Linked DNA regions of Sus scrofa: all the other regions are linked to region 1. Evidence: chromatin contacts called from public Hi-C, HiChIP or PLAC-seq and promoter capture Hi-C data. All regions are on one chromosome and are shown on one strand. The core of a region is the stretch at or near the end of the contact, and the rest is flanking DNA. Distances in the headings are between cores, read along the strand shown.

Region 1 (3,956 bases), core at 649-3,148:
ACGCGCACCCTATTCTGTCCTGAAATCTGGAACTCATTACCTCATCGCTAAGAAACTGCACGAAACCGCTCCCCCCGCCCCAACTCCTCCGAGCCGGGAAGAGAGTGAGCAAACAGCCCTTTAAGAAAGAAACCTACATTTGAATGATTTAAATTAAGGTGGATGGAAGTTATTTCCCCTTCTGGCGCTTGCCAGATTTCAAGAAAAGCTGAAAAATGGGAGCAGCGGGAGGGAAGCAACAAGCGGCTGGACAGAAAAAGTTGGGGCAGCAGCCGGGTTAAAAATGGGGAGCCATCAATTTAAGTCAGAGGGGACAAATAAAAGGGCGGACTGAGGATCACGTAGGTTTGTGGCTGCAGCAAAAGTTTTGTGTTTCGCAAAGATGAAAAACGACAGGTTTCTAAAACAGTTGTGATTTGGAAGGTTTCCGGGTTTGCTCAGAGGCTGACGAATAAATAAGAAATGCAGTAAAAATGTGTGTGTGTGTGTGTGTGTGTGTGTTGGTGGTGGTGTGAGAGTGCGACTCAGGCGCTCTACTCCGCCCGCCCCGTCCTTTCCAAAGAAACGTGCTCATAATGGGGTGACCTAATTACATCGCAATGGAACCCGCTCTTAGCCACTCAGCGCACAGGGTTTCATAACAGACCCGGCCGCCTCGAGTGCTGGGAAGAAACGTGCGAGGGCCAAGGAGGCGTCCGGGCACGCGGGGAAATAGGAAAGAAATGCGGCCCCAAGATTTCCATCACGGTCTTCTCGCCAGCAACCCGTGGGCAGTGGGGCACACGTTGACAACTTTTTATTTGGGTGGGTGAAGGGGCATCTGAACTTAACAGTAAATAAATATATACTTCCCAGTTTTCAAAAGCATAATAATCAATTGGGGCATTTCGGTTTCGAGGATCCCATATCCCCCCTCCTCCCATCCCGCCAAAACAGCTCACTGTGACAAGCCATATGTTCCGTTCCCCTGGGGGCGGGGGAGAAGCAACAATAAGTTAAAAGTGTCGCCTTCCTCCATCTCTTTACCTTTATTTTACCAAAGCAACTTTTTTTTCCTTGTTCAGTGGTTTAGGTGTATGTGTGTGTGTGTGTGCGTGTGTGTGTGTGTGCGCGCGCATGTGTGTTGGTAGGGGTAGTTTCGGCGCGGCCCGTGGTTCAGAGTGCGCGGGGAAAGTTGTGCCTTGCTGGGTGGGTTTTTTTTTTCCCTCCGAGGAGGAGAAGAGGCGCTCATGAGGATTCGGGTTTTCTTTACAAAAACGTTTAAAGATCGATGTGTGAAATAAATACACTCCCAAGCCTGTTAAAACAATCCGCCAGGGCCGTGGTCTTTTCGCTAACAACCCGCCCCCCCCACCCCTCCAGTCCACTCTCGGAGGGTGTCCGCTGCAAAGCGATCGCGGGTGTAGACGCGTGCGGCGGGCTAAATCGCTCTGTGCTCGTCCCCGCCAGGCCAGGGCCTCCTGGGGGGAAAAAAGTCTCCTAATCCTCCTCTCTCAACCCCCATCCCCGCCCCTGAAAAAAAACAAAACCCTAAACTTGAACGCTTTGTGAGCTTCTTATTTTCAATCTCCTCTCCCCGTGGGGTTTGCGGAGGGGAGCCGAGTGCGAAAGAAAACTCGGGGAAAGAGTAAGTTATGCGGGTACTTGGAGAAGTTTCAAGGGAGATCTGCTCAAGATGGAAACCGCAGCCCGGGCGCTAAGGACGGGCTTCTGCTCCAGCTTGCAAAAAGAGAAAGTCGAGCCCGCCTTCCTGCCCGACAAAAAAACAACAACACAACAACAAGAACCCCGAAGAGGGTGGAATGAGTGATGTCACAGAGCCGCGCTCGCAGGCTGACAAAGGGGGGGGCTCCCCTCCTCCCCCCGCGCGGCGCACCGCCCCAGAGAGGGGCGCCTGCAGCGAGGGGTAGCCAAGCGAGCGGAGTCGAAACTTTTCCTCTTTAAGAAAAAAAGTTGTGCGCAGCTCGCAGTGGGTTTTTTTTTTTTTCTTCTTTGCCTTCTTTCCTCGTCTCCCCTCCCCCTTCTTCCTTTTGAAAGTTTCTTTCTTTTTTTTTTTCCCCCGAGTTTGACCGCATGGCTGATTCAACTTCAGTGTCAATCAACTTTTTTTCCTCCTCTTCCTCATTTAAATAAGTTTAAAGCTCCTCCCTCTTCTCCGGCCCACCAAATCTGAAACTTATATAAATTGGGCTTCGCGCGCCGCAGCCGGGGAGAGTCAGAAAGGCGAGGGGCGCCGGGAGCAGGCGTGTGGGACTCCAGACCGGAGAGCCTTCCCCGCACCGGGACCTTCACAACAAACCAGATCCTCGTCCCTGCCCCGTGCGAGCGCCCAGGATGACTACCACCCTTGTGTCTGCCACCATCTTCGACTTGAGCGAAGTTTTATGCAAGGTAAAGTGGGGCGGAGCATTTACTTTTCTAAGCCTTTTTCTTTTTTCTCTTGTCTGCCAAAAGAACCCCCCAAAGTTTAGGTCTGGGAAGACTGGGAAAAAGCGAGGAGAGGCGAGGTAGTTGTTTTTTCCGCCCCATTTCGCCCCCCAGTTTGAAGGAATTTGGCGCTTTCCTTCCCATCCTTTGAATTTCAGCAGCTCCTGGCGGGGATTACATGGGAATCTGGAGTCCAGAGTTTTGAGGGGCGAAGTTTACGTGGGGCTGCCCGGGGGACGCGGGGCATTGACCGGGGCAGTTTTTTTTTTTTTTCTTTTTTTCGGTGATTCATTCGTCCATAACGTGCTGCTTTTGAGCCCGGTTTCGGTAGTGGGCTCGGTTTCCCTGTGAGCGCTCAGGGTGTCGCCGCTGCCGGGCGACACCGCTGCCGGGAGGGGGTTCGAGTCTCTCCAGCCACATTGCCGGACTGCGGCTCGGGAAGTGGGGGTCCGGTGGAGAGGTAAATCTCAGGACAGTGTTTTGCTGGGATGTGTCCCCTTCTGTTCTGGAGAGGCTGGGGATCTGCGAGAAAAAGGCCAAGAGTTGTGATTCAAAGGATGTTGCAAAACGAGTTTGCAGTGGGACTTCAGCTCGCCACAGTTCGGCCAGGCTTCCTCCTGTGATAGCCGATCTCCTGCAGACTTTGGGCGAACGTGGGACTCGCTCACCTTTTTTTTCCCAAGGGACCGCGACTCGTAGATGTAGAGGGAATTGGGCGGGGGGGTACCGACAACGAAACTCCTGTTTGAGTTCAAGGGTCTCCGCGAGGAAGGATATAATAGGGGCCTCCTTAAGCCGTGTAGCTTGCCAGCCGGTGTGGAAAAAGGCAAGTTTTAAATCCCGAGTGTTCCAGGAGTGCGGCTTAAGTGTACACAACAAAAGCCCATGACTTAAATTTTTTTCGCCTCCTCCACAATTTGAAAGAGGGAAGCTGCTAGGCTACTTTTAATTGCTAAAGTGTTTTGCTTTCTTTTAAACACGTCGGGTCATGTTGCTCTCTTTTCCCAGCTTGCTTCTCCAGTCGGCGCAGCTGCCAGGGCCCCCGGGCTGCAGGGTTGGGGTGCAGGGACGCCCTGGAGCTGAAGAGCAACATCAAAAAAGTTTGAATTTCAGCTGCCTTCCCTCCCTGCACTTTCCCAAACTTAAGTTGCCTTGGCGGCCGCGGCACTTCTCCCTTCTCTTCCCGGCTCTCCTGCTCTTTGATCTATTTCTTTCTCTCGCCCCCTCCCCCCCCCCGCAGGACTTTTTAAATGAACCTCATTGTTGGGAACAGGCTCTCAACTTGGTTCCTGTAATCCGCTCCGTGGGGTGGTTGCTGTTACAGATTCCCGATCCCCCGCAGCTGATCCTAAGGGACCAACTTTAGAATTTGCACAATGACACCCACATGGACTGGGAGCCAACTCCCAAACCCCCTGCTAGCACCCTTTCCAAATCTTGGGAACAGTTTGGGCAGGTGAATAGGGTCCCATTGGAACAGAAACCTGCCTGTGGTGCCTCTGCGGGCCACCCCCCCAATCCATTATTGA
Region 2 (3,956 bases), core at 628-3,127, 900 kb after region 1:
GTCCCCTCTGCCCTGCAACCTGCCCCCCCCAAAAAAAAGATCCATTCAAATAAGTGTTCCTTGCACAGATGCTTCTTCAGTGCACACTCTGGGCACTCCCATCGTGGCTCATCAGAAATGAATCTGACTAGTATCCATGAGGATGCGGGTTCAATCCCTGGCCTCGCTCAGTGGGTTAAGGATCCGGCGTTGCCTTGAGCTGTGGTGTAGTTCGCAAACACGGCTCAGATCTAGCATTGCTGTGACTGTGGTGTAGGCCAACAGCTATAGCTCCGATGCAGCCCCTAGCCTGAGAACCTGCATATGCTGTGGGTGTGGCCCTAAAAAGCAAAATAAATAAATAAATAAATACACACTGCTGAGCTCTGAGGCACAAGAATCATTTAAGCGTTTTTCCTCCTCTTTGGGAACTCGCAGTAAACAATGAAAGAGAAGTATACACAAATAATCACAGTCATTCAGTAAGTATTGTCACTGGAATTTAAATGTGCTTTGGAACCAGAGAGGAAGAAGCAGTTCCTTCTTCCTCTGACCTAAAAGTCACAATCCTGTCAGAGGTAGCCTGCTAGAAATTTGCTCCAATCCTGTTACTCTCATCCTTTAAAACTGCCCATGGTTCCCTGAGACCACAAGATAAATTCCACACTTCTTAATGATGGCCTAAAGAGTCTTCATAAACTGGTCCCTCACTTCCCTCTCATTCCTATTTCAGAGTGCAAGGCCCAAACCCTGGCATTTCTTGCAAAGTCACTTGCTTCCCAACATCTTAGTTTCCTCATCTGAAAAACAAGCACAATTCAAATATCTGCTCCACAGGAATGCAATGAAGGTTAAAGGATGTGGATGGTGCATGGCATGTGGAGACCAAGGCTGAGTCATTATCAATTCCTTAAGCAAAACAGCAATTGCTGTCTCACCTGACCTGCCTTCCAGCCATAACATTGATAGGTTACACAAGCACCATTCTGCCTTCCTGACTTTCTTCCACAAAGACTTGCCACAACTTAGTCTCTTCCCCTCCAATGTTCTCATTCTACTGTGAGCACATTTGTCCAATAATCTTATTAACGTATTGTTATGGCTTGCATGCTTATTTCTTCAACCAGAAACTGAATTCCTGCTCTGCTTGTGCGTGCACGCGCATGTAAATGAGGGGGTGAAGGAAGACATTCAATCCTGGAAACTGAATCCTCTCATTTAAAAAAAAAAACCTCACGTTAGACGGTCAATGGAAACTGTGAATTAACAATAAGATATATTTCTTGAGCCCTTATTAGGCGCCATTGTAAACCCAGTTTACAGATTAAGAATAATGAGGCACTTAATTGAATCACTTGAGCAAATTCTAACAACTAGCACACGGTGGAGTCCGCGCATTCGAAACCAGGAATCTGACTGCAGATCCCATGCTATTAAATACCTCTTCTTCAACGTCACCTGAAGATAGGCAGAACACTAAACGTCCTTTAATGACGAGCTCCCCTACCTAGACCTCAAACTACCTGCAATTGCGAAGATGGATGGACATCAAGAAGCGAAATCATCATCCCAGAACCCCCTAAAAGAGCTGCTCCCAACAAGGTGCAGCTTCCCAGCATCGCTCACAAAAGAAGGCCGGACGCCTTCACATACGCGGCGGGTCTCAAGTTAAGATCCCTAAGGACCTAAGGGGGCGTGCCCTGTAGCCAAGAGTGACTCTCTGCTCCCCTAATAGGAACACCAGGGGTACAGAAAGCGAGCAGAAAATAATGACCGCACCCCACTTCCCCGAACCGCCCGCCACATGAAACTTTCCAGTACCGGGTCTGCAGCATCCAACTTTCAAAGTTTCCCCTACCCCTCACACAGTTCCCGGTGGAAAGTGACGCGAAGCAACAACCGAAATGCTGGTTGGGCCATCCGCCTGCCAAGCATCCAATCAAAGGTAGGCACAGGCCCAGGTCGACTCCGCTGCTTGCTGGGAATTGTAGTTCTATGAAATAAATCTACGAATCCCAATTTCCCAATACAGTGGTTATCAAAATCCGGTGGAGAGAGAGTTCCCTTGTGATGCAGAGGGATTAAGGATCCAGCATTGTCACTGCAGCGGCTCTAGTGGTTACTGTGGCGAGGATTCCATCCCTGGCCCAGGAACTTCCACCGTTGGGGGGCGGGGGGGGTGCGCGGAATCCAGTAGAGGGAACATCAGATCAGTAAGAAGAGTATGAAGACTGGAATTTTTCTTTTATTTCTTTTGTCACTACATATAAAAATTTGCATAATGGATCAAAGAGACGTTATTTTTCTGGGCGTAGATGAGAATCCTCCAATCATAGAAGAGATTTTGCAAAAGAGCCTTTGATTTGTTTCGGTTTACTTTTCCACCACTCTTTGGTGGTGAAATAGTTTGGAAAATGCTGAATGAAAATGCTCAAACCAAAAGCACGTAATGGGGAAATGTAAGAGTCTATAGTTGAAGAAAAACGTGAAGGAAACCAAATCAAAGGTTCAATGTAAAAGCAACTGTAATTAGGAAATCGTTACTTTTTAAGAGTCAGTTTCAGATTATTGTATTTGAGAGAGGCTTTTGCTCACTCTTTGCTCTCATCTCCTTTGTGCATACCTCTATCTTATAATTTAGCCCACTGCATCCTAATTATTGACCTGCACCCCTCACTAAACTTGTGAGCGCCTTGAGGACAGGGACCGCATCTTATTCAGCTTCTAAAGTAGGGCCAGGCACACATATCAATTAACAGTTGTCGGGTAAATGAGCAAATGAATGAAGTTAGGCAGAAGAAAATGGGAATTCAAAACGTAGGGTTCTGGGATTATAAGAGGGCCCAAGTGTTTGTTGCAATAATGGAGAAGGACTGGTTTCCCTGCTCTGAGTATCCCCAGGGCGTGGCAAAGCACTATCACAGGTTGGCGCTCAGTAAACGCTGAGTTCAAACTAGAAAGAAAAGAGAAGGAAAAAAAATCAAGGCATACAGCTATTCCTAACACTTGCTCCACCGAATGCAGAATGGAACCTGTCAAGCGGAATAGCTGTCAAAACTGTGAGGGATGGTCCTGAGCCAGGTGATAACCTCTTTCCTAGCTACCTAGCTTTCGCTAGTCGCTAGAGGTGGTGTCACGTGACCAAAACAAATATGGCGCTTTATTTGCATCTTTTCCCTCCATTGACCAATACGAGTAGGCAGTAGGCGTTGTCCTCGTCATTCCCGCCCCTCCCTTAACCTCCCGAACTGGATTTGTCACCTGACTCGGCTCAAACATGGCTGCGCTGGAAACTCTACTGCTTTGGGCGCTGGGAGCAGGTGAGTGTAAAGCGCCCCAGAGAAGGCGGGGCCCTCTCCACGACCCCTAGAGAGAGCGTCCCTGCGCCCCAATCCCTTCCGCCCTCCAGTTCTGACACGTTCCTTTCCTGATTTTCAATCCTCTGCCTTTAAAGAGGGCTCAAACTAGGAAGCTTCCTGCCGAATTTCTCATCCTTAAAGAGAAGATCACCTGGGGATTTGGAGCCGGATTGGGCATAAAGTTCTGGAGGAAAGACGGAAATCGAGTTTGGGGTCTGCGCCGCGGGCTAATGTGACGATTAATGTGAATTCAGTATTGGATGCGCGTAGAGAGATGGGATCCACCCCTAGGGAAAAGGTGGAACTTTTCAAAAGGAGATAATAATATGTCAAATCATATTTACAAAGATAATTAGAAACATAAGCCCCGCCTTTCTCAGTGCAGCTAGTAGTCACTCGTTCCTGTCTATTGTTTCTAGGCGGTACCCCACGAATGAGAAAATTGACGATGTGTTTTGCGTAATTCATCTCTTTCTGTCTCCCTGCACTCTGTGCTGGGAAAATGCATCATCCATTTGGAAAAGAGGAAACTGCTTCTCAGAAGCAGCTTTTTGGATTTTTTTGTGAGTGCCTTCGGAGAGGAGAATGGGAGCTGGCACAGGCGTGTGTACCTCAGCT
Region 3 (3,956 bases), core at 995-3,494, 820 kb after region 1:
ATCAAAATGCAGTTTCCACAGATAAAGTTTGAAAACCACTGACTTACTCCACTAATATTGGTGCAACTGACTGCTGTTTGTTTCACATAGATATACCACCATGCCAGAAAAAAAAAAAATTCTTGAGGTAAGGGGCTGTGACCCTTTGTTCCTCTGAAGTAAACGAATGAATGGATGGCTGGAGGAATGGATATAGATGGCCAGTCCATAGCTCCTGTGACAGTGAATATCTTATTTATTAACCCGCAGGGTCTTTTTCATTATACAGATGGAAGTTTTAGTGAGACAATATCAATGCATTAAATGAATCTCCAGTTAACTATAAAACCTTCTGATCCCTCCCTAAGAGTACGCTTGGGGGCCATAGAACAATTTTAAAAAGAGAAGGTCACTTATAAATATGGTGTGTCTAAAATGTCATGAAACAAGTGCTTTAACAAGCCTCTATAACTTCCATACCTAAATGAGTGACATTTGTGAAATAGATCAATCAAGAATTTATTATGAAGTCAATCCTGCCATTTGCAACAACATGGATGAACCTGGAGGACATGATGATAAGCGAGATAAGCCAGACAGAGAAAGACAAATATTGTATGAGCTCACTCATATGTGGAATCTAAAAAACTCACAGAAGTAGCGAGTAGAATGGTGGTTAACCATGACTAAGGTAAGGAAAATGGGGGGATGCTCATCAAAAGTTAAGAAAGTAAATCTTTTTTTTTTTTTTTTTTTTTGTCTTTTTGCCATTTCTTGGGCCACTCCCGTGGCATATGGAGGTTCCCAGGCTAGAGGTCAAATCGGAGCTGTAGCCACCAGCCTACGCCAAAGCCACAGCAACGTGGGATCCGAGCCGCGTCTGCAACCTACACCACAGCTCACGGCAACGCCGGATCGTTAACCCACTGAGCAAGGCCAGGGATCGAACCCGCAACCTCATGGTTCCTAGTTGGATTCGTTATCCACTGTGCCACGACGGGAACTCCAGAAAGTAAATCTTAAGTAAGTTCAACACACACAGAAATATAGTAACTATCCGAGATGATGAGTATGTTAATTGACTTGATTGTGGTAATCATTTCACAATGTATACATACATCAACTCATCACACTGTCCACCTTAAACATATGCAATTTTGTCAATTATACCTCAATAAAGCCGAGGGGAAAAAAACAAGCAGATCACCTAAAGATGGGGGAGAAAACTTATTCTGGCTACTATTACACAAATATTATTGCAATTGCTTTTGGGGGGGGGGATTTTTATGGCTGCACCTGCGGCATATGGAAGTTCCCAGGCTAGGTGGGGGTTGAATCGAAGCTGTAGCTGCTGGCTTACACCACAGCCACAGCAACACCAAATCCTAGCTGAGACTGTGACCTACACCGCGCCTCATGGCAATGCCAGATCTTTAACCTCTGAGCAAGGCCAGGGATCGAACCCACATCCTCATGGATAAGAGTCAGGTTTGTTACCATTGTGGTTTACGATGGAAACTCCCTATTTTTGCATTTTCTCATTGATAATTTTCCCCAGAAAATTTTGAAGCAACAAAAGAAAATTAGTTTCGCCTCTTTAACTTATATTTAAAATTTATCGAGTTTGATCATTCATCTTACTCCCATACTTTGTTCTAAGTGACCAGTGGCTACACAAAAAAATCTAAAATAACCTAAAAAATAAAGACATGCCACCCTAGAAAACAGTCGGAAGGAGGAGCTATCCCCGCCCCCCCAAAAAAGTGCATAAAATGACTATATAATCTTCCATGACCATTTGAGGGAAACAGCATTTATTTGGCTATACCACTGCTGGCATTAGCAAAGAAACTTTGACATCACTTGGAAATTACTACTATCCCCACAGTAGTTTTCCTCTTCTATATATCAAAATGTTCTTTGTCCTAAATCTTCCTTTCACAAGAAGAATCAAAGCCAAGTCCTTTATAGGGGATGCCACAGTCTTCCTCTTGGAAGACCTGGCAGTCTTTGTAACTTCAATGTACTGGTGTTATTCCTGCTACTTCACATAAACCTTCACTTCAAGTTTGGTGTGTCTGCTACCACATTGCCCAATTCTTCCACTCTTCCAAATACTATGAAGAAGCTTCCCAGAAATCCCTGTTTGGATCAGCAAAAACAATTTGGTGTCATCAGCAGATTTCACCATTTCCGTTTGGAGTCATTAAAACATTAAACAAGCATGATCTTGGTATCAATCCTTGGAGTCCTACTATTAACCTCTCTCCAGCTTGAAGCCAAGCCATTCTCTGCTATGTTGTGATTCCCATCAGAGGATCGAGATGTGTTTATTTGCTAAAAGTTTAAACTTTGATGGATATTTTTTAACTGAAAGTTGCAAAATGCGTTACGAAAGTAAAGGGGAAAAGTTCCCAAAGGAAAGGCCAAAGAAACCAGCAAAGAGAAACAGCTTCTACTTGAGCAGTCTTATCCAAGCACTCAAACCACTTCATATTCAACTGATTCTAAAACCTCAACTGAATTTCGACTTTTGCCCTCCAACTATTTACTTCTTTTATAATCATAGGAGAAGCCTTATTAAGCACATTTGAAAATTCTCTATCAGATATAACTAGCAGGTCTAACTACTTTATTAGCTCTTTCCCCTTTTTATTACAATTGAAGGGGAAAAAGCAAACAGTCCTTACTCGGAAAGTGAAAAAGCAAACAGCTTCCTCCTCAATTGGGTCTGTGCTCTAAGAGAAATCATTCTTTCTTTTATTCAAGTGCAAATCTGTTTGAAGCTTTCATTCTGCTTTCCCAGCCTGCTCTCTGCAGCTGCATAAAAGATGAGACATGGGAATGAAAGAAAACTAGGTTGGAGCCAAAAAGCAATACTGTCCATATGCAAACTCACTCATCGAGCAGCAAGGCTTCTGTACATCCCATCTCACTTTTTCCATTCCAGCAGAATCCTAGCCAAAAGGAGGTACTGTACTATACCTGTCCAATCCTATTTGAAACAACATCTCAAAGGTAATCAGGGGATAGACAGGGTTACTAGACGCCCGCCCTTCCTCAGTCCTGATACAGCCCCTGAAGTGTTCTTAGGATCAACCTTTAGCTCTAAACTGAATGGATTGGGGCAGGATCAAGGGAATGAAGGGAAAGACCTTCACAGGTCATCATCATCTTATCATCTTAAGATGCTTATGGTGCAAGAGAGTGGCAGAGGCACAGCACAGTAAGCAGAATTTACTTCACCTATCTTAGCTCATGCAAAATCAAGGCCAAAATCTCCTCCTCCCCCCAAAAAGCTAAATCTGCTATACACTTTAAGAAAGTCTGGCAGCCCCTTAGCCTCCTTGCAAGGGTGTCAGGTAACCTTAATCCCAGCAATCTACTCAGGCCAGCAGTAAAACACACAACTGAAAAAATTCACATCAAAATCAAACTCTGCTGGGATCAGAAGGGTATTCTCATGGTTTTTCACTCAGATGTCATTATAACTCCACGTTATTTTTAATACTGTTCTTTGGATTTTGCCCCACACAGAATTCCCAAGTCACAAGAGGATCATGAACAATGTCCAGATGTATAAAATGCAAAAGTACTTCCCTCCTACTTGTGGATTCCAAGATAAACACCATAAGAAGCACGTGTGACTAAACTCAGAGCCCATTCCAAATTAAATACTGCATCATGTGCACAGTGTAGGACTTAAAAAACAAAACTGCATAAATATTCTACACGGTTCATAAGCCAGACTTGGGCAAGCACATGACCACATTGCAAAAAGGAAACATGAATTGGGGAGTAGGGGTAAAGGGTGAGAAAAGTCTCAGTCACAGCCTTTCCCAGAAAATCGGTGCTATTTTCAGTTAACACTTGTATAATATGGGACATAGATGAAAGAAGAATATTTTTCTTTGTTTCTTTTTTCCTACTGATGGCTTTCAATTCTAAAACCACCCAGCAAATAGGAAAACCCTTCC
Region 4 (3,956 bases), core at 524-3,023, 650 kb after region 1:
TCAAAGTGGCAAAAAAAAAAAAAAATTTGTGGGAGTTCCCTTGTGGATCAGTGGACTTGGCGTTTTCACCACTATGGCCTGGGTTCAATCCCTGGTCTGGGAACTGAGATCCCACATCAAGGCACTGCACGCCATGGACAAAAAAATAAAAGAATTTTTTAAAATTCGATAACACCAGATGCTGAAAAGGACACGATGAAACTAGATGACTGATATATTGCTGGTAGGAATGTAAAATGGAACGGCCACTCTGGAAATAATTTGACAGCATGTTTTAAAACTAAAAATGGACTGACCGTACAACCCAAATAAGTACTCTTAGTCATTTATCCTAGGGAAATGAAAACTTAATTTCTCATTTGGAAGCTTGTACATGAATTTTCATAACTTTATTCAGAAGAGCCCTAAAATGGAAACTATCCAAAGAGCCTTAAAAGGGTAACAGTGAAACACACTCTGTTACATCCATACCACTGAATAAGACTCAGCATAAAAAGGAATGAATTATATAGCTGCGCAACAATGTGGATGAGCCTTAAGGAAATCATGCTGAGTGCAAAAGTCCATCTCAAAAGGACACATACCACATGATTCCATTCATATAACACTTGTGAAATAAGATAATTATAGATGTGGAGGACAGATTAGTGGTTGCCAGAGGTGGGGGACTGGGAGATGGTATGGGTACAGCTTACCGAGCTCCTTGTGGTCATGGTATAGTCAAGTATATTGATGGTGGTTACACAAGGCTACCCATGGCATAATCACTGCAGAACTACACACACACACACACACACACACCCGAATGCAAATATAACCGGTGAAAACTAAGTTCTGTGGACTGCAACAAGTGAAGGTTTCTGGTTTTGATACTGAACTAGTCACGCAAGATGTTAACATTGGGGGAGGCTGGACGAAAAGCCCACGAGACTTCCCGGAACATTTTTTTTGCACCTTCTGGTGGAGCTATAATTATTTCACAATTAGAAGTTTATAAAGATTATCTTAAGATAAATAATTCAGACTTAAGAGTGTTCTATAAAGTAGACAACCAACAAGGACCTACTATACAGCACAGGGACCTCAATACTCTGCAGTGACCTATAAGGGGAAAAAAATCTGAAAAGAGTAAATATATGTGTAGCTGAATCACTTTGCTGTGCACCTGAAACTAACACAACATTGTAAAGCAACTATACTCCAACAAAATTAATTAGAAACAAAAAATTTAAAGAGTCTTCTATCCCTTTGAAGATAACTTACATAATTTTAAGGGCCTAAAGTACCATTTTTTCAAGCATACATAACTCTTCCACCTCATACTTGTTTTTAGATAATAAAATACTTTCTTCTCTTTTCAAACTAAAAAAAAAAAAAGAAAAAAAAAGGCCGGGTAAATATTCCCTGGCTTCCAACCAGAATAATGCTTGAGTTTAAATACACAGAGAAAGAAATTTTCTGATACAACCCAAAACTAACATGTGCCTGCCTTATTTAGAAAACAGCTGGAATCTTTGCATCGCCAAGTCCGAAAGAACTTGGGGGTCCTCCAGTTCAAATTTTCACCAACATAAGATTCCTTTCTATAGTATCTCTGATTCACACAATCAGTACATATACAGTGGCAGAGCCACGGATGCTGATTGTTCTACCGCCTCACCACATTCCCTTCTGACAAGAGCATCCCCTTTTCTTCTGTGAGCTGCTTTTCTCAATGGTGGTTCTACCAAGAGCCAAATTTCTCCCATACCCTGATTCAGTCCAGAGAAGACAGCTGCCTGGCCATTCTGAGTATCCTGCCCCTTAGCCCTAGTTGATTTGCCTAGAGATGGACATCCAGCCCAAGCTGGACCGCTGCCTCTTCCCACGATTTGTCTCAAATGTGGCAAAGAAAAAGAGCTTCTTGGAGTGCTGTGAGATGTGAGACACTCAGGCACTCTTAGCAACCATCTTTCACACGATGTACATCAGAGAGCCTGCAGAGAAAGAAAATGAAGCCAGTGCTGAGAGAGCAGCTGAGATGGGAGAAACAGAAATAAGGCCAGCCTCATTTGAGTCCTTGGTTCTAGTTGTTTCTGAGACCCAGTGGGATGTCTGCCCTTCCCACAGTCTGGCTGGTCTAGCCTTCCCTTAATTACATGAGATATCCCCAGTATTTTTCTAATAAATTTCTCTTTTTACCAAGTCAAACTTCTGCCACAGGCAACCAAAAGAATCCTAATAAAAATGAGAGGTCCGTAACCTCACAATGTAGCCTGTTACCAGCTCTAATTGGTGGAATGTTCTTCCTCGAGCTGAAACACAGTAACACCCCCCCACTTGACATTCTAACCCTTGCCCTACATCAGTACCAAGTCTCACTTCTTTTCCAAATATTCAAAGATCATGATCACTGTTGTGGACATTTGTTATTTTTTTTCAACTGTACAGCATACATTTCCCTATTGATTCAATAACAGCACCCCCAGTTCTCTGTGGGAAATGACCTCTCCCCTGCTGAAGGTAGCCTGGCGGGGCTGGGAGTCAAGGTAACCTGTCTTACTTCAGCCAAGAGTGAGCACATGGCCCAAGCCGGACTCTCTAGTTTTGAATCTTGACCAAAATGCTGAAGGTTGCTGAAGGATGATCACTCTGGCAGGGAGGCCCTGTAGAACATGACCATTGGAGAGGTCCCGTCTTAGCTCAGTGGAAACAAATCTGACTAATATCCATGAGGATGCAGGTTCGATCCCTGGCCTTGCTCAGTGGGTTAGGGATCTGGCATTACCATGAGCTGTGGTGTAGGTTGCAGACACAGCTCACATCCTGTGTTGCTGTGGCTGTGGTGGAGGCCAGTGGCTACAATTGGACCCTTAGCCCGGAAACCTCCATGTGCCTCAGGCGCGGCCCTAAAAATACAAAAAAAAAAAGAAAGAAAAAAAAGAAAAAGGAATATGACCACTGGGTTTACTGAGATCTCTGCTATGGCCCTCATTTTCTCCAAGCCTGATTCTTCCACGTTTCTTTGAAGACTTCTGGATACTCTTCCCATGAGGTATATTATTGCTTGCAGTAATTAATCAATCAAAGAAGCCTAACTTAAATATATCCCATAAGTGCTCCCCTTTAGACTAAGTAATCCCAGTGCGTTAAACCACACCACATGAGACATGACTTCCAGTCTCCAACCTGAATGATTCCCTCCTATGTGAACTCATTTATCAAAATATTTCCAAACAAACGAAAGGTGGCCTGACCAGAGCAGAGACAGGGCTAATATGTCCATGCTTGGTCTGGACATGTGCTTATGTAAATGCAGCTCCAAAGTCCATCTCAAAAGCTTATGAGAATGACGACAGATTCTGAGTTTATAGGTAACTAAAATTTTAGGTCTTTTTTGTATTAACTTCTGTAAAATTAAGTATTTCCTGACCTAAATTATATAGCTGACTTTTTAGAATCTAAGGAACATTTCAGCTTGCTGGCATGCAGTTCCTTCCAGTTTAGTCTACAAAGCTTTACTACCCCCAGTGTTCTGACATGGTTGTCACTGACTTTAGGAAAGAGCTCAAAGAGAGACAGTGCCGGAGTTCCCGTCATGGCTCAGTGGTTAACAAATCCGACGAGGAACCATGAGGTTGGGGGTTCGATCCCTGGCCTTGCTCAGTGGGTTAAGGATCCGGCGTTGCCATGAGCTGTGGTGTAGGTCGCAGATGCGGCTTGGATCCCGAGTTGCTGTGGCTCTGGCATAGGCCGGCGGCTACAGGTCCACTTAAGACCCCTGGCCTGGGAAATCTCCATATGCCGCAGGAGTGGCCCAAGAAATGGCAAAAAGACAAAAAAAAAAAAAAAAAAAGAGAGAGAGAGAGACAGTGCCTTATTCCTTGGCAATGTGACACTATCCTGATCCAGCAAAGGGATGGAATAAGAATAGTCCTGATTACCTGGTCAATCTTTGCTAAAGGAATTTTAAAATT
Region 5 (3,956 bases), core at 655-3,154, 630 kb after region 1:
TAAAACTTCAATAATCTACACAGCATGGTATCAGTGAAAGAAGAGATAACTAGATCCTTGCAAAAGAGTAGAGAATTCACAGACTCACATAAATATAGGTAATTGAATTTTTACAAAGGAGCAAAAGGCAATTCAACGTAGAAGGACTGTCTTTTCAACAAATGATGCTGGGACAACTGGACATCCACATTAAAGAAAGAAAGAAATTAGACACACCTTACATGCCTCATTGAAATTAAAAATTTCTACTTAGCAAAAGACCCTGTTAATGAAAAGACAAGCCATAGACTGAGAGAAAATCTTTGCAAACACTTAAATGATAAAGAACTTGTATCCAAAATACACACGAGACTTGAGAGACTCTAAAAACTCTTAATCTGATTTTAAAATGGGTAAAAGATCTGAATAGACATCTCACCAAATAAGACATACAGAAGACAAAAAGTATCTGAAAAGATGTTTAACCTTATACGTCAATTAGGGAATTGCAAACTAAAACAGTAAGGAGATACCACTATACATCTTTTAGAATGGCTAAAATTCAAAGCATCAACATTGTCAAATGCTTGCAAGCACACGGAACAACAGGCACTCTATTTCACCGCTGGTGGAAATGCAAAAGGGGACAGCCATTTTGGAAGACAGTGTGTCAGTTTTTTACAAAGCTAAACATACACTATCCTATGATCGAGCCACTCTACTCCCAGGTATTTACGAGGAAAAAGGAAAACATAAAACTATTCAGTGATTTGTAGTCCAATGTTCCTAGTAGCTTCATTTGTAATTTTCATAAACTGGAAAGAAGGCAAAACATCCATCAACACGTGACTGGCTAAGTAAATTCTGTTATACACATACAACAAAAACGAATGATGTGATGGTAACATGCGACACCATGAGTGGATCTCAAAATAATTAAGCTGAGTGAAAAAGCTAGACCAAAATGAGATTACCCTGTATCCTTCTATTTACATAAGACTCTAGGAAATGCAAACTAATCTACAGCGACAAAAACAGATCAGTGGTTTGAGTGAGGAGGGTAAGGTGGGGAAAGATGGAGAGATGGGTTACAACAGCCGCACAGAAACTTTTGGGGATAAGGGGTATGTTCATTGTCTTGATTGTGGTGATGACTTCAGGAGTGGAGACATATTAAAACTTATCAAATTAAATATGTGCTGCTTATTGGATATCAATTGTGACAATAAAGCTGTTAAAAATTTTAAAGCGCCCACTTTTCATCTCATGCATGACTCTTTAGTCACAGTAATTCCTTCCTGTTGTGCAGTCTTTCTCCCTAATCGTCAGTTGTACAAAATACAAAAAAACTACTTCTTCGCTCAAGAGTAAATAAAAAACATTTAATGAAAACCTAATGTATGTAAGTCAGTAGACTGGGCCCGTGAAGGGGATGCAAGTGGACAATACAGGATAGATGTGAGACGACAGGGATAAGCAATACTGATGATGATGAAGTGTCCCTAACTTTGCTGGTGTGGAGAAACGCTCGGAGAATGATTAAACAGGAAGGCAAATTTTAGGTCATGCAGAGCTCTTGCCAGAAAGCTTTAAAAAAAAATGATAAGGTTATAATAGGCCAGAATTTTCAAGAATACAGAAGAAGTCAAACACCAGTTCTTAAAGGTAAATTCTTTTATAATCTCCTCACTTATTAAACTGTGGTAGATTCAATCTCAGGGAGAGGACATGATATTAGGGAAGAGCTAACTCTCAACGGTAGATCACAGGGCACATGTACTCATAGTAGAACTTCTGTAGGAAATGAGGGAAACAACGCAGTCCCAGTACCATCTAATAGTTCTCCTGAGTTTACAGACTTCAGTTGATTGCTCTAAAATTTATCAACCTTGACGCTCTGCCCTTAAGGGCCAAGAATCTCTGGCTGTTATGCCTCGAGTGGAATAAGACTCCTGGGGAAATTCTTTTGCTACCGCAATTATTTCGGCGTGGTTCTGAGCGGGGAGTCCCAGTGCTTGCCAACTTCCTCTGGTTTGATCCCATCTGGATGAACCCAAAATATAGCAAAGCAGCACCTTCTACTTCCTGGTTGTCTTCGATGGTCCAACAGTCTCCCCAAATCATACCTACATTTATTTTTAAGAAACTGCTGTCCTAAGGCTTTGAATCTAATATACAACAGTAGGTAAGAATAGGCCCAAGGAATATCCATTCCATTCCCCACAACTGCTTCACTCTCTTCCACTTTCACCTTACTGAAAAAGCAATCAAGAAATGTGTTTACAGCTTCTTTGTATCTAACCACAGTTATGGACCAAATTATGTGAACTTGAAAGTGCCTCAGCAATGAAGAGTTCCATAAGGAGGAAAGCATATAGCGCCTCTTTCTAGTCGTACTTAACTTCTGTCTAAAATCTAAGCCAAAGCTCTTTCTCCCAAGCCTTCTCTTTATTAAAAAACAGCAAAATTCTTTCTGTCTAGTTTCTCAAGGTCTTTCCATCCACTTCAAGCTTTAAGTGCATTCCAGTCAGGCAACGACATCTATGCAAGCTGAGAGGCCCTCAACTGAAATTCCCCTGAATCACTCCTTCTGAAGCTTCCAAACTCTCCTTTGTTGCTTCTGGCCTTTGCTAATTCAGTCTTAGCTTTTGCTGCCTAACTCACTCCTCCTCCGCATGCTATTGGGTTCAACAGTGTAGTTCTGCTTCCTTTTAACAGGACGATCTTGGGCCCCTTTATGTTACACATAACTTCAACCTGTCCTCCAAAGAAGTGCACGTAATTTCACATGGAAGCTGTTCAACACACAGTTCAATGAGTTTCAGAACACCACTAGATAGTCTCAAAACTATGAATTTAGCATTCTATATAGATTATAGTCTAGATTTATATCCTAGTGTTTGGCTACATAAAAACCAGGGACCAGACCCAAGGACACTCCAGATGTCTTCCTAGGGTGAGGTCAACTTTCACAAAAATTTTTGGACAAGATACACTGCAGCTAAGTACAGATGAAAGCCATAAGGGAAAGGGAAATACATGAATCACTGTCATGGTATAAATAACTTTCAGGAATTCATTTCCAGACAACTCACTCCATTCATACTTTAATGCTAAATTTATGAGAGTACTATTGAATCAGAGAAGCTCATGATCGCCAATTATAAAATACCTATTTTAAATTACTATTCAAATGTATGACATAACATTTCCCTATGATCAGCAGATTTTTACAAAACTAAAAATCTGTTGAACACAATGTGTATACCAGGCACATTATACAGATTATATAATACAGTACTCGTAGTAACCTTCAAGTACTATTGTTATTATTCTCATATACAGAGGAAGAAACAAGAGTCCCGAAAAGCTGTAGTTACTTGTGCGATTTACCCTGCCAGTAGGTGGCAGAACAAGATATTCAAACCCAAATCTGCCTGATTCCCAAACTGCCCGTTCCAGTAAGATGCACTCCCTGTCTGTTGAAGTAGTTATTCCTAGTCTAGTGCTTTGGAAAATTCCTGACACATGGCGTCTGGAGTAGTATAGTGGAAAAACACCACGAACCTAATCTCTGGCAGGTACCTGACCTTGGCCTAAGCCTGTTCCTTTTGCAGGCTTTTTCTTACCTATAAAATGAAGTTTGGGTAGTTAACATCTAAGGGCCCTTCCAGCACCAATGCTTTATCAAACTGTGATTCTATGAATTACAGACAATGCAAAAAATGTGGACTGAGGGAGAGGATGAGTGACAGAAGAGTTAATTAGGCATTAGAAACAGTGTAGCCAACTAAGTCCAGGATGGAGAAAAATAGGCAGAAATGAAAAAAACCTATAGCTTTGTATTATTATAGTCCCAACATGAACAAAAGGACTTTATACAGTACATATAAAGTTAAACAGGATCCTATCATCAAAGAACTTTATCAAACAGACTTGCCTATTTGATTTTTTTTTTTTTCTTTTTAGGGCCACAG
Region 6 (3,956 bases), core at 486-2,985, 550 kb after region 1:
TCTTAGGGCAACAACCAGTATGGTGCCTGACAAATAACAGCCCTGTATGAGTGGGTGCCGTTGTCACCAGAGGGTTCTATTCTGACCTTTAGTCCATCTAAATAAATAGAAAAATAAGCTGTCTACTAAGAGGCCTACAATACTTAACCTTACATTAAAAAAATCAAAATTCCCACTCACAGCCCCATTTCCTAACACAAGTGAACCCCCCACCCCCCCCACCCTATTTCAAATACATGAATGAGCTGATGGCCTAGGGCCATAGCCCGCATGCTGGCATCTGAGGACAGATACTTAAATGCTCTTGGCAGTATCTTCTAGGTTTTCCTATAGGCCAACATCAGGCCAATTTATCTGACCTCTTTGATCTGCACGGCTCCTCCAGGACCTAGAGCTATTTTCTAGAGGCCTGAATGAGTCAGAAGAAGAACATGATTAATCAACTTGGAAAGATTTGAAAGCTGGAAGAGAGCCATTCTGTGAGTAAAACCTCGGAGCTGTGGGGCTGCAGCCGTTGGAAAGTTAGGGGATTTCCACGGTTGAAGCCATGTGGCCGCCTGGCTATGGTCCCTGACCTTGCAATAAAGACAGAACAGACCTCGCCGGGTGATTTACCTCAGACAGGCTCCTATGGCTGCTGCCTTTGGCTGCTCGCTCTGACTTGACAAAACCAAAGTTATTTCCCCCTGAGCCTTAGGAACTGGCTCCGCAAATTCCCTCTGCTTTTTCTTCCCAATGGGTAGCATTCTCAGCCCCTTGGCTTCACTTTTATGTACAGAGAGGCTTATAATTAGAAGGGTATGTAAAGCATCTGGCCCAGGACTAGACAAACATTAGGTGGGTCTGCTCTTTCCCGGCACGCAAGGTGGATGGGACCCTATTGCTCTTCTTTTTTTGACAGCTGGGAAGCCCTCAATACCACTTGAAATCACTTTTCCTTAAGATGTGTATCACTTGCCACTGCTTCTCACTTGGGCGACTCACATTCTCCCAAATCTTTTATAGGGGACTGGATTCCTGAAGTGACATTTTTTTAAAGATGCTACTCTAACAGTGTCGGGCTTTTATTCCTTAAAGTCCTGCAGACACTGAGGCTGAGTAGGATAAATACATGTTCCCTGTTTGCTGTTTAATGTGTAATGTTTTATTGAGGCAAGAAAAGCGTCTCGAATCTCTGATCTGTCTCCACTGGTATGTCTCTACTTCCATTCTCTTGCCCTTCCACGTTTGGTACGCCCTTCCCTCTTTCTTCTTTCTTTCAGTCAAACACAGCAATCGCTTGGATTTTATTCCCATTTATTGCCATCTCTTTCCTGCTTCTGCTTTCTGTTCTATCACCGCACCCATAATAGGTTCTTTGTGTCTGCTGTCGAAAATGTGTCAGCAGGATCAGGATGTACTAATGCCTGACTGCTTGCTGGTCTCCTGTCCCCGTTTCTCTCTTTAATATCATCTGGTTTCCTTACGTAACTTCTCAGGACCTCGTCCATTAACTTAAGAAAGAAATTTAGGCGAAGGTGTTTAATTCTCTTCCCTATCAGAAAAATGAAAACTCCAAGTGTCTGCCCATTCAGCAAACTAACTGCCTGAATGCGGTCATACATCTTAGCTATACATGCAGACATATACATGTAAACTTTCACTGACAAAAGAGTTCTCATCCCTTGAGTCATGGTTCACAAGGCATTTGTTGAGCAATGCTAGCTGCTGCTTTTCACCGTGCTGGCATGGAGAGAGAGCCCTGGGGATTTTGCCTTTTGGCCCACAGATCAGTAAACACATTAGGGATTAACCGTGAAGTGATAAGAAGCTTGGGAGTAGGGCACTAGAACATTGATTTAGAGGAGGCGAAAAGAAAGGAATTTCAGGAAAAGGAATAGAAGTTATGAAATGGAAAAGAATTTTTAAAAGAATGTGTGTGTGTGTGTGTGTGTGTGTGTAACTGAATAGCTCTGCTGTACAGCAGAAATGAACACAACACTGTAAATCAACTATACTTCATTTAAAAAAAAAAAAAAAAAGCTATGAACTGTAAGACCAAATAGGGAAAAGAAAGGAGAGATGAAATAGAGTTAAGAGAAAAGAAGATTTAGAGAGAAAACACAAGACTAGATGAAGGAAGGCAGAGTGGTTCAGGAAAGAAAGAAAGCGGGCATAGAGCCATGAGAGCAGAAAAAGGTGGCCCACAGCTGGCCATCCACTTGAGAAAAAGCGCACGAAGGAACATACTTAGGAGTAAGTAAATACAGATGAGAAAACATTCCAAGTCAATGTGTCATCCGCATTTTAAAATCCCCTTTGTTATTATAATCTACTATCCACAATATGGCTTCTTGTTAGAAATCCCTCAGCCTATGGAAATAGAAATCTCTGTCTTGCTGATCCTTTTGAAGTGAGTTACTCTCATCAAAGCCCGCAAAGACTCAAATCCTGTGGATTGACACAACTCAAAAGTGAGACAATCGCTTAACCGGGAGGTTCTTGTGACAGTTTACTTCTAATAACTGGCCTTAATTTTGGCCTTCCAGAAGGGATGACGACAGTGATGATGGTGATTTTTATCACAAAGAATTTTTTAAAATTCATGTTGCTCCAGGCAACTACAATGACCAGTGATGCCCCTTGCTAATGACTGGTTTAAATTCTAAAAGTACGCTGGAGACAAAAGGACGTGACAATTACAGCTGAGCACTCCTGAGCTGGGACAAGCATCTGCAGGGCACATCCTAAGACGCAGAAACCCCTGCATGGCTGTTCATTTCTTGGGCTGTAAGCCTGAATCTTTTCCTCCCCTGCACAGATCTGTAGTGGACATCTGCTGCCTTTGAATCTCCCTTTCTTTTGGTAGAAATACCATGGTTTGGGAACTCTTGTGACCTTTGTTGTAGGCAGTGCTGGTGGGACTCTCATTCCAGGTGCAGGTGATTCCTGTAGGCAAGCACAGGCTTATAACCCAAGCCAGCCAATCAGATTCTCTCCTGGGACTCCGAATAATTAGCTGAACAATAAAGATGTAAAAAAATTCCTGGAATGGATTCATTCCAGAAGTAGTACTGTGAGGTATCTATTCGTTCCTGTTTCCTGGATTCCTAGAGTTGTCCTGCTCTGAAAATATATTCACTCTACTTTTCCTTCAATTCTATGACCCATTCCATATCCCTTCAAAACTTGGGGGTTTTTGTTTTTTTTTTTTTTCCTTTAAGGTAGCGAGAGTTAGCTTCTGTTAACATCAAAAACTCTCAACTAATACAACCCACATTATATTGAATCAAAAAGTCATCTGCATAAGACTGCCCTACAATTTGATGCTTTTTGTAGCCTCTCAACTGGCTACAGGCCTGCTCTCTGTGTCTACCCAGCTGAAAGAAGCGAACTTGTTCTGAAGAGCAGGGGCAGAATGCAGAGACTGGCTAGAGGTGAGTTGAGTTTCCTCAGCCTCGTCAAAAAGCTGAAATTTTAATAAGAGATGAAGCTATAGCCTGGCCCATGATGGCACCAGAAGCTGATCACGAACAATCATTCTATCAAACGTTAAGTCATTAATTTAGAGATGAGGCAATCCAGAAAGCTGTGGGGGATACAAAGATACAGAGGTACAACACGGTTCTGATCCTGGCTCCCAGCTGAAGACTTGTCTAACCAAAAAGGTCTAGCAAGCCCCACACTGGACCTGGGATACCTGCCCTGTTGGTTACCTTCCTGGAGACAGAGTGACTGACCAGCTGAAGAGGAAGCACTGTCCAGCATATGCCAAAGACCTTGTAAGAATGGAGCTGAGTCAAGGACTGGAGACTGGGGCCTAGTTACCCCAACACCCTGAAGACTGCCTTTTTTTTTTTTTTTTTTTTTTGCCATTTCTAGGGCCGTTCCCGCGGCATATGCAGACTCCCAGGCTAGGGGTCTAATTGGAGCTGTAGCTGTCAGCCACAGCCACGCAGGATCCGAGCCGCATCTGT
Region 7 (3,956 bases), core at 690-3,189, 530 kb after region 1:
AAAGAAACTCCCCCCCCCTTTTTTTTTCTTTTTAGGGCTGCACCCATGGCATATGGAGGTTCCCAGGCTAGGGGTCTAATCAGACCTGTAGCCTCTGGCCTACACCACAGCCACAGCAATGCCAGATCTGAGCCACATCAGCGACCTATACCCCAACTCACAGCAATGCCAGATCCTTAACCCACTGAGTGAGGCCAGGGATTGAACCCGCAGCCTCATGGTTTGTAGTCAGATTCATTTCCACTGTGCCACGACGGGAACTTCAAAAGACAACCCTTTTAAATTCTTATAAAAACCAGTGGAATGGATTAGCAATGAGATCCTGCTGTATAGCACTGGGAACTATAACTAGTCACTTATGATGGAGCATGATGGAGATAATGTAAGAAAAAGAATATGTGTATGTGTGTAATACATATATATTATATATATGTTATATATAATATATATATATGACTGGGTCACTTTGCTGTACAGTAGAAAATTGACAGAACACTGTAAACCAACTACAATGGAAAAAATAAAAGTCATAAAAAAACCAAAACAAAACAGTTCCTTCCTGCACCTCTGCACAACTGGCAGACAGGTCAATGTTTACGTGTATGATGGAGATAACATAGCTGAATGAGAATTGCATTTGGTCACAATAGACACTGGCGTTTTTCCTACAGAAAACGGAGAACTTGTACGGAAATGTATTAGCATCTCATCGTAAACAATACTATTCTTTCTCGTCATCAAAAACGGTATTTCACACTTCTATAAGAGCTGAGCTGGGAAATTACAGAACCGATGTCTGAAAGAAATTCAGCAGAGCAATGAGCAAAGGTGTTGGGTCCAACAGACATGGAGACAACTTAGGTTATTAGCTTGTGTATCTGGAGGGACAGATATGATTGATGCTTACAGGACACTTGAGAGACTAGAGCCCATCACGGGAAAGTCTCTTCTTAAAATGATGTTCCTTTACTTTGTTTTCCTAAAGAGTCGAGTCAAATGACAGCTCCTCCACATTCCTCCAAAAGCTGGAACGGGTTTTAAGCTATTTCGCAGCATTTAAAAGAGAAAAGGCTGGGGGTCCTCTCCCCTTCTGTAGCTACACTCCCCTCTAAAAAAAAAAAAAAAAACATGCTTGGCTCTTTCACCTTATGCTTTTAAGAAGGAATTTTAATGGGACGGAGCTCCTTGAGGTGCACAAACTTAGGAGGGAGGAGCACAATAGGACCTCTCGAAGATTCTGAGCCCACTGGCCACTGCCGGGGATGTTAGGTCCATAAACAAAATCTGTCTTTAAGAAAGAAAAAAAAAAAAAAAAGTCCTCTTTGAAAAGTGCAACCGAGAGAAAATGAATCACTTCTTTTTCTCAGGGTCTGTCCTACAAGAACCAAGGACTTGTCCATGACTCCGAACAGCAGGGCCATGACAACCGGTCAAAGACAAACGTGTTTTGTCCAGCGGTTCTCTTTCCTGTGGAAACATTTTCTTCCCCATTCATATAAGTTATAGGCTGCACTGAAGAGCTCCATAAACTGACACTCGAGAATATCAGTGGGCCTTTTTATGCTGAAAACCAAGGCACACTGACATCTTGGGCTTGTTTGTATCCATGAGAGTGGAGGTGCCGGAACATCTGGTCACCCTTTGCTAGAGCCCTGCCTCTGCCCTGGGGCTGAGTCCCAGCTCACCTCTGCTATTCTGCCTGGCCAATATTCTCTCGCTTCCTGCGAATGTCCCCTACTCTTCAGCTCTACTCTCCTATTTTCTTACTGTTGGACCCCAGCCCTCAGGTCTCTGGTTTATGAGATATCATTGAAATGTAAGCATAGGCCCTCGGTGAATGCTGGTCATGCTAAGGTTACGAGCAGCTGCGGGCAACACCCAAAGGGCCTGTTCCCAGGAACTGGGGAGAAAACTTGGCCTCTTTTGGGTAAGGTTTGTCTCCCTATGGAGGAAAAGTCATAAAATCCCGACTATTGTGTTCTTTCCTTTTGGAAATACAAGTCGAGAGACTTCTATAAATTTTTGTAAAAAATCTAATTAAAGGAATTGACTCAAGTTTTGGTTATTTCTTTTTTAAAAAAATGCTATAGCTACCTTGAGCATTATAATGAGAAAATTAAGTTTCTTGTCTCAGAAACAAACATGGAAACAAGGCATGACTCATTTTTACCATTGTTCTATTCCAGCAACTTAAAAGCACAGTCTGCTCAGTGAAGATCCACATAAACACGCACAGACACATTTTGCTGTAGTCCTGAGAGCAGAAGATATCAATTAATTGGAGGGTGTGAAAATAAAGACAGGACAAATGGTGGCGGGGCACAGGGGGGAGGGGGTGGTGAGGAATGACAAAAACCACAAAACTATCATAAATAAATAACTCAGAATGGATGCTCAATACACAAGTGGGAGCAAAACCGGTCTATCGTTCCAGACTGCATCTAGGGTTCTTTTGAGCAACACATTTATTCACTAAAGCACCAAAGCAGCTATTAGAGGAAACAATAAAGAGGTCCCTTCCCCCTGGAAATTTGAGTCCTGCTTTGGAATTTTTATGACATTTCATGCTTAACAAACAAGAAGGTCTCCCAACCCTCTTGTAGCTTCAAAGCATCCCTAGGGTGGTGGCCTGTGATTGATATCGTCGGTCTGACTTACAGGTATTGTTGCAGGTATTCTCAAAAGGCACAGCGTTTATGCTTTATGAAAGAATGGCAGCTCTGGCAGGTGAAGAAATAAACAAAATTCTCATATCCCCAACCTGCTGGCTTACCCTGGTGACTGTGACTTACCTGGGTCACTTCAACAAGAGACCTTCATGTCACCAGTGCCTGCTCTGAAAAATCAGGATATTGCAATCACCCCGAGGGGCCAGCTGAAAAAGCACCCTGAGATCCCAGTTGGAAAGTAGAGGAGGGTGTGGTGAAAGTACATGGGTTAACGACAGTCCAGTTGTTCTTTGTTTCATGCAACAAGTGGGCTCCTAAAAAGCCAAGGTGTACAATCTTTCTTGTTTCATTTTTGTAAAGGAGATCCTTTACAGTTCACATCAGGAGCTTGCTGTGTAATGAAACTCAACTGTAGCTCCAGTTGTAAAGAATGCTTTTATAATTAAAATGAAACCTGTCTGTTTGATCAGCTTTATCCATTCAGATTTGGTTTTTATGGGCGTTCTTTAAGACAGAGTATATGTGCAGTATCATCACCAGGCTTAGATATGCATTGCTTTGTTTTAATACTATTCTTTCCTTTGTTAGCAAAAATCCAAAGAAATGTTGGGGATAGCCCCCAAGCTCATCTTCTTCACAGAGTGAAAGGACAAAACTGGGTTGCCGCAGCTTCCTTTAGCTTAGGGTGTCCTGCGGCATGTCGGGCGTCCAGGGTAACAGACACTTGGGGAGCCCTGAGACACTGGCAGACCCTGAAGGAAAAAACTGGAGGTAATGTCTGGGAGACCACGCAGCAGTATTTCTAAAACAGCTGAAGAGTTGAACCAGGATCTGGCTGCTCTTTAAAAGCAGAAACCCTTCTGTATACCTGAGTTAGTTAGGGTAGCATCTTCAAGCTGGCCCAGCTTGGCCACCGCTGCCCCTCTGCCATGGGAGCTGGCACTACTCAGCACAGGGCTCCAGTGCCTTTTCCCCAGACCCTCCGTCACCTACTGGCACATGAGGGCAAGACTGTCCGCACCATTGGGTGCGTCCATCCAGATCTGCCATTTCAAAGCAGCTGCCTGTGGACCTTGTCTACATGGATGCAATGGGGCAGAAAAATGAAAACGCTGGGAGCTGGAAAAAAAGAGAAGGAAACCTTAAAGACAGTATCTTGGAAGCATATGTTTTAGAATCACCGCAGCCAGCTCCCTGTCAAGAAAATATTGGCCAGGTTGGTTGGTCCAATCTCATGGAGCCACAGATGGTTTATGGCTCACTACTCAGGTCCCTGCTCTCAGAGCA

Evidence for each region. Promoter capture Hi-C pulls out the DNA fragments that hold promoters and counts their contacts. A called contact is a pair of places that touch in the nucleus more often than the background predicts. HiChIP or PLAC-seq counts read pairs in DNA pulled down with a chosen protein or histone mark.
Region 2: a promoter capture Hi-C map of fetal liver shows a contact between it and region 1, with 5 times the contacts expected there. The contact joins the promoter of RAD51B here to the promoter of ZFP36L1 in region 1. A contact is called at or near these places in 3 of 5 promoter capture datasets (fetal liver and liver), 1 of 47 Hi-C or Micro-C datasets (embryonic fibroblasts) and 1 of 2 datasets of contacts at active chromatin or transcription factors (alveolar macrophages).
Region 3: a contact with region 1 is called in a promoter capture Hi-C map of fetal skeletal muscle, with 13 times the contacts expected there. The contact joins the enhancer-like site here to the promoter of ZFP36L1 in region 1. A contact is called at or near these places in 3 of 5 promoter capture datasets (fetal skeletal muscle, liver and skeletal muscle), 4 of 47 Hi-C or Micro-C datasets (embryonic fibroblasts, liver and skeletal muscle) and 2 of 2 datasets of contacts at active chromatin or transcription factors (alveolar macrophages and skeletal muscle).
Region 4: a promoter capture Hi-C map of skeletal muscle shows a contact between it and region 1, with 10 times the contacts expected there. The contact joins the enhancer-like site here to the promoter of ZFP36L1 in region 1. A contact is called at or near these places in 2 of 5 promoter capture datasets (fetal liver and skeletal muscle), 6 of 47 Hi-C or Micro-C datasets (embryonic fibroblasts, fibroblasts, liver and 1 more) and 2 of 2 datasets of contacts at active chromatin or transcription factors (alveolar macrophages and skeletal muscle).
Region 5: an H3K27ac HiChIP or PLAC-seq map of skeletal muscle shows a contact between it and region 1. The contact joins the enhancer-like site here to the promoter of ZFP36L1 in region 1. A contact is called at or near these places in 1 of 5 promoter capture datasets (liver), 6 of 47 Hi-C or Micro-C datasets (embryonic fibroblasts, liver and skeletal muscle) and 2 of 2 datasets of contacts at active chromatin or transcription factors (alveolar macrophages and skeletal muscle).
Region 6: a promoter capture Hi-C map of fetal skeletal muscle shows a contact between it and region 1, with 13 times the contacts expected there. The contact joins the enhancer-like site here to the promoter of ZFP36L1 in region 1. A contact is called at or near these places in 4 of 5 promoter capture datasets (fetal liver, fetal skeletal muscle, liver and 1 more), 10 of 47 Hi-C or Micro-C datasets (embryonic fibroblasts, fibroblasts, heart right ventricle and 5 more) and 2 of 2 datasets of contacts at active chromatin or transcription factors (alveolar macrophages and skeletal muscle).
Region 7: a contact with region 1 is called in a Hi-C map of omental adipose tissue, with 2.3 times the contacts expected there. The contact joins the enhancer-like site here to the promoter of ZFP36L1 in region 1. A contact is called at or near these places in 4 of 5 promoter capture datasets (fetal liver, liver and skeletal muscle), 17 of 47 Hi-C or Micro-C datasets (alveolar macrophages, embryonic fibroblasts, epiblast stem cells and 9 more) and 2 of 2 datasets of contacts at active chromatin or transcription factors (alveolar macrophages and skeletal muscle).

The regions. Positions count from the first base shown.
Region 1 is chr7:92,493,806-92,497,761 of Sscrofa11.1, reverse strand. ZFP36L1 (mRNA decay activator protein ZFP36L1) reads left to right here and starts at 1,898. Exons shown (of 2, transcript XM_013989124.2): 1 at 1,898-2,391. The coding sequence starts at 2,335.
Region 2 is chr7:91,590,334-91,594,289 of Sscrofa11.1, reverse strand. It overlaps RAD51B (DNA repair protein RAD51 homolog 2), which reads right to left and starts at 1,877. Exons shown (of 12, transcript XM_021099935.1): 1 at 1,801-1,877. ZFYVE26 (zinc finger FYVE domain-containing protein 26) reads left to right here and starts at 3,810. Exons shown (of 42, transcript XM_021099396.1): 1 at 3,810-3,956. The coding sequence starts at 3,841.
Region 3 is chr7:91,674,444-91,678,399 of Sscrofa11.1, reverse strand. All of the region lies in intron 8 of RAD51B (DNA repair protein RAD51 homolog 2), which reads right to left. Among named protein-coding and RNA genes, the nearest start is that of RAD51B, 84 kb to the right of the region's middle. Within about 2 kb of position 2,244, at least 20 of the 83 cell types and tissues checked have an H3K27ac peak or open chromatin away from gene starts, as enhancers often do. A contact at or near this core is called in fetal skeletal muscle, liver and skeletal muscle, where this site is marked.
Region 4 is chr7:91,840,003-91,843,958 of Sscrofa11.1, reverse strand. All of the region lies in intron 8 of RAD51B (DNA repair protein RAD51 homolog 2), which reads right to left. Among named protein-coding and RNA genes, the nearest start is that of RAD51B, 250 kb to the right of the region's middle. Within about 2 kb of position 1,773, at least 11 of the 83 cell types and tissues checked have an H3K27ac peak or open chromatin away from gene starts, as enhancers often do. A contact at or near this core is called in fetal liver and skeletal muscle, where this site is marked.
Region 5 is chr7:91,861,564-91,865,519 of Sscrofa11.1, reverse strand. The region is part of intron 8 of RAD51B (DNA repair protein RAD51 homolog 2); the gene reads right to left. Among named protein-coding and RNA genes, the nearest start is that of RAD51B, 270 kb to the right of the region's middle. Within about 2 kb of position 1,904, at least 23 of the 83 cell types and tissues checked have an H3K27ac peak or open chromatin away from gene starts, as enhancers often do. A contact at or near this core is called in embryonic fibroblasts, liver and skeletal muscle, where this site is marked.
Region 6 is chr7:91,943,065-91,947,020 of Sscrofa11.1, reverse strand. The region is part of intron 8 of RAD51B (DNA repair protein RAD51 homolog 2); the gene reads right to left. Among named protein-coding and RNA genes, the nearest start is that of RAD51B, 350 kb to the right of the region's middle. Within about 2 kb of position 1,735, at least 43 of the 83 cell types and tissues checked have an H3K27ac peak or open chromatin away from gene starts, as enhancers often do. A contact at or near this core is called in alveolar macrophages, fetal liver, fetal skeletal muscle and 3 more, where this site is marked.
Region 7 is chr7:91,961,219-91,965,174 of Sscrofa11.1, reverse strand. All of the region lies in intron 8 of RAD51B (DNA repair protein RAD51 homolog 2), which reads right to left. LOC110261690 (a long non-coding RNA gene) reads right to left here. Exons shown (of 2, transcript XR_002346148.1): 2 at 2,451-3,421. Among named protein-coding and RNA genes, the nearest start is that of RAD51B, 370 kb to the right of the region's middle. Within about 2 kb of position 1,939, at least 6 of the 83 cell types and tissues checked have an H3K27ac peak or open chromatin away from gene starts, as enhancers often do. A contact at or near this core is called in omental adipose tissue and retroperitoneal adipose tissue, where this site is marked.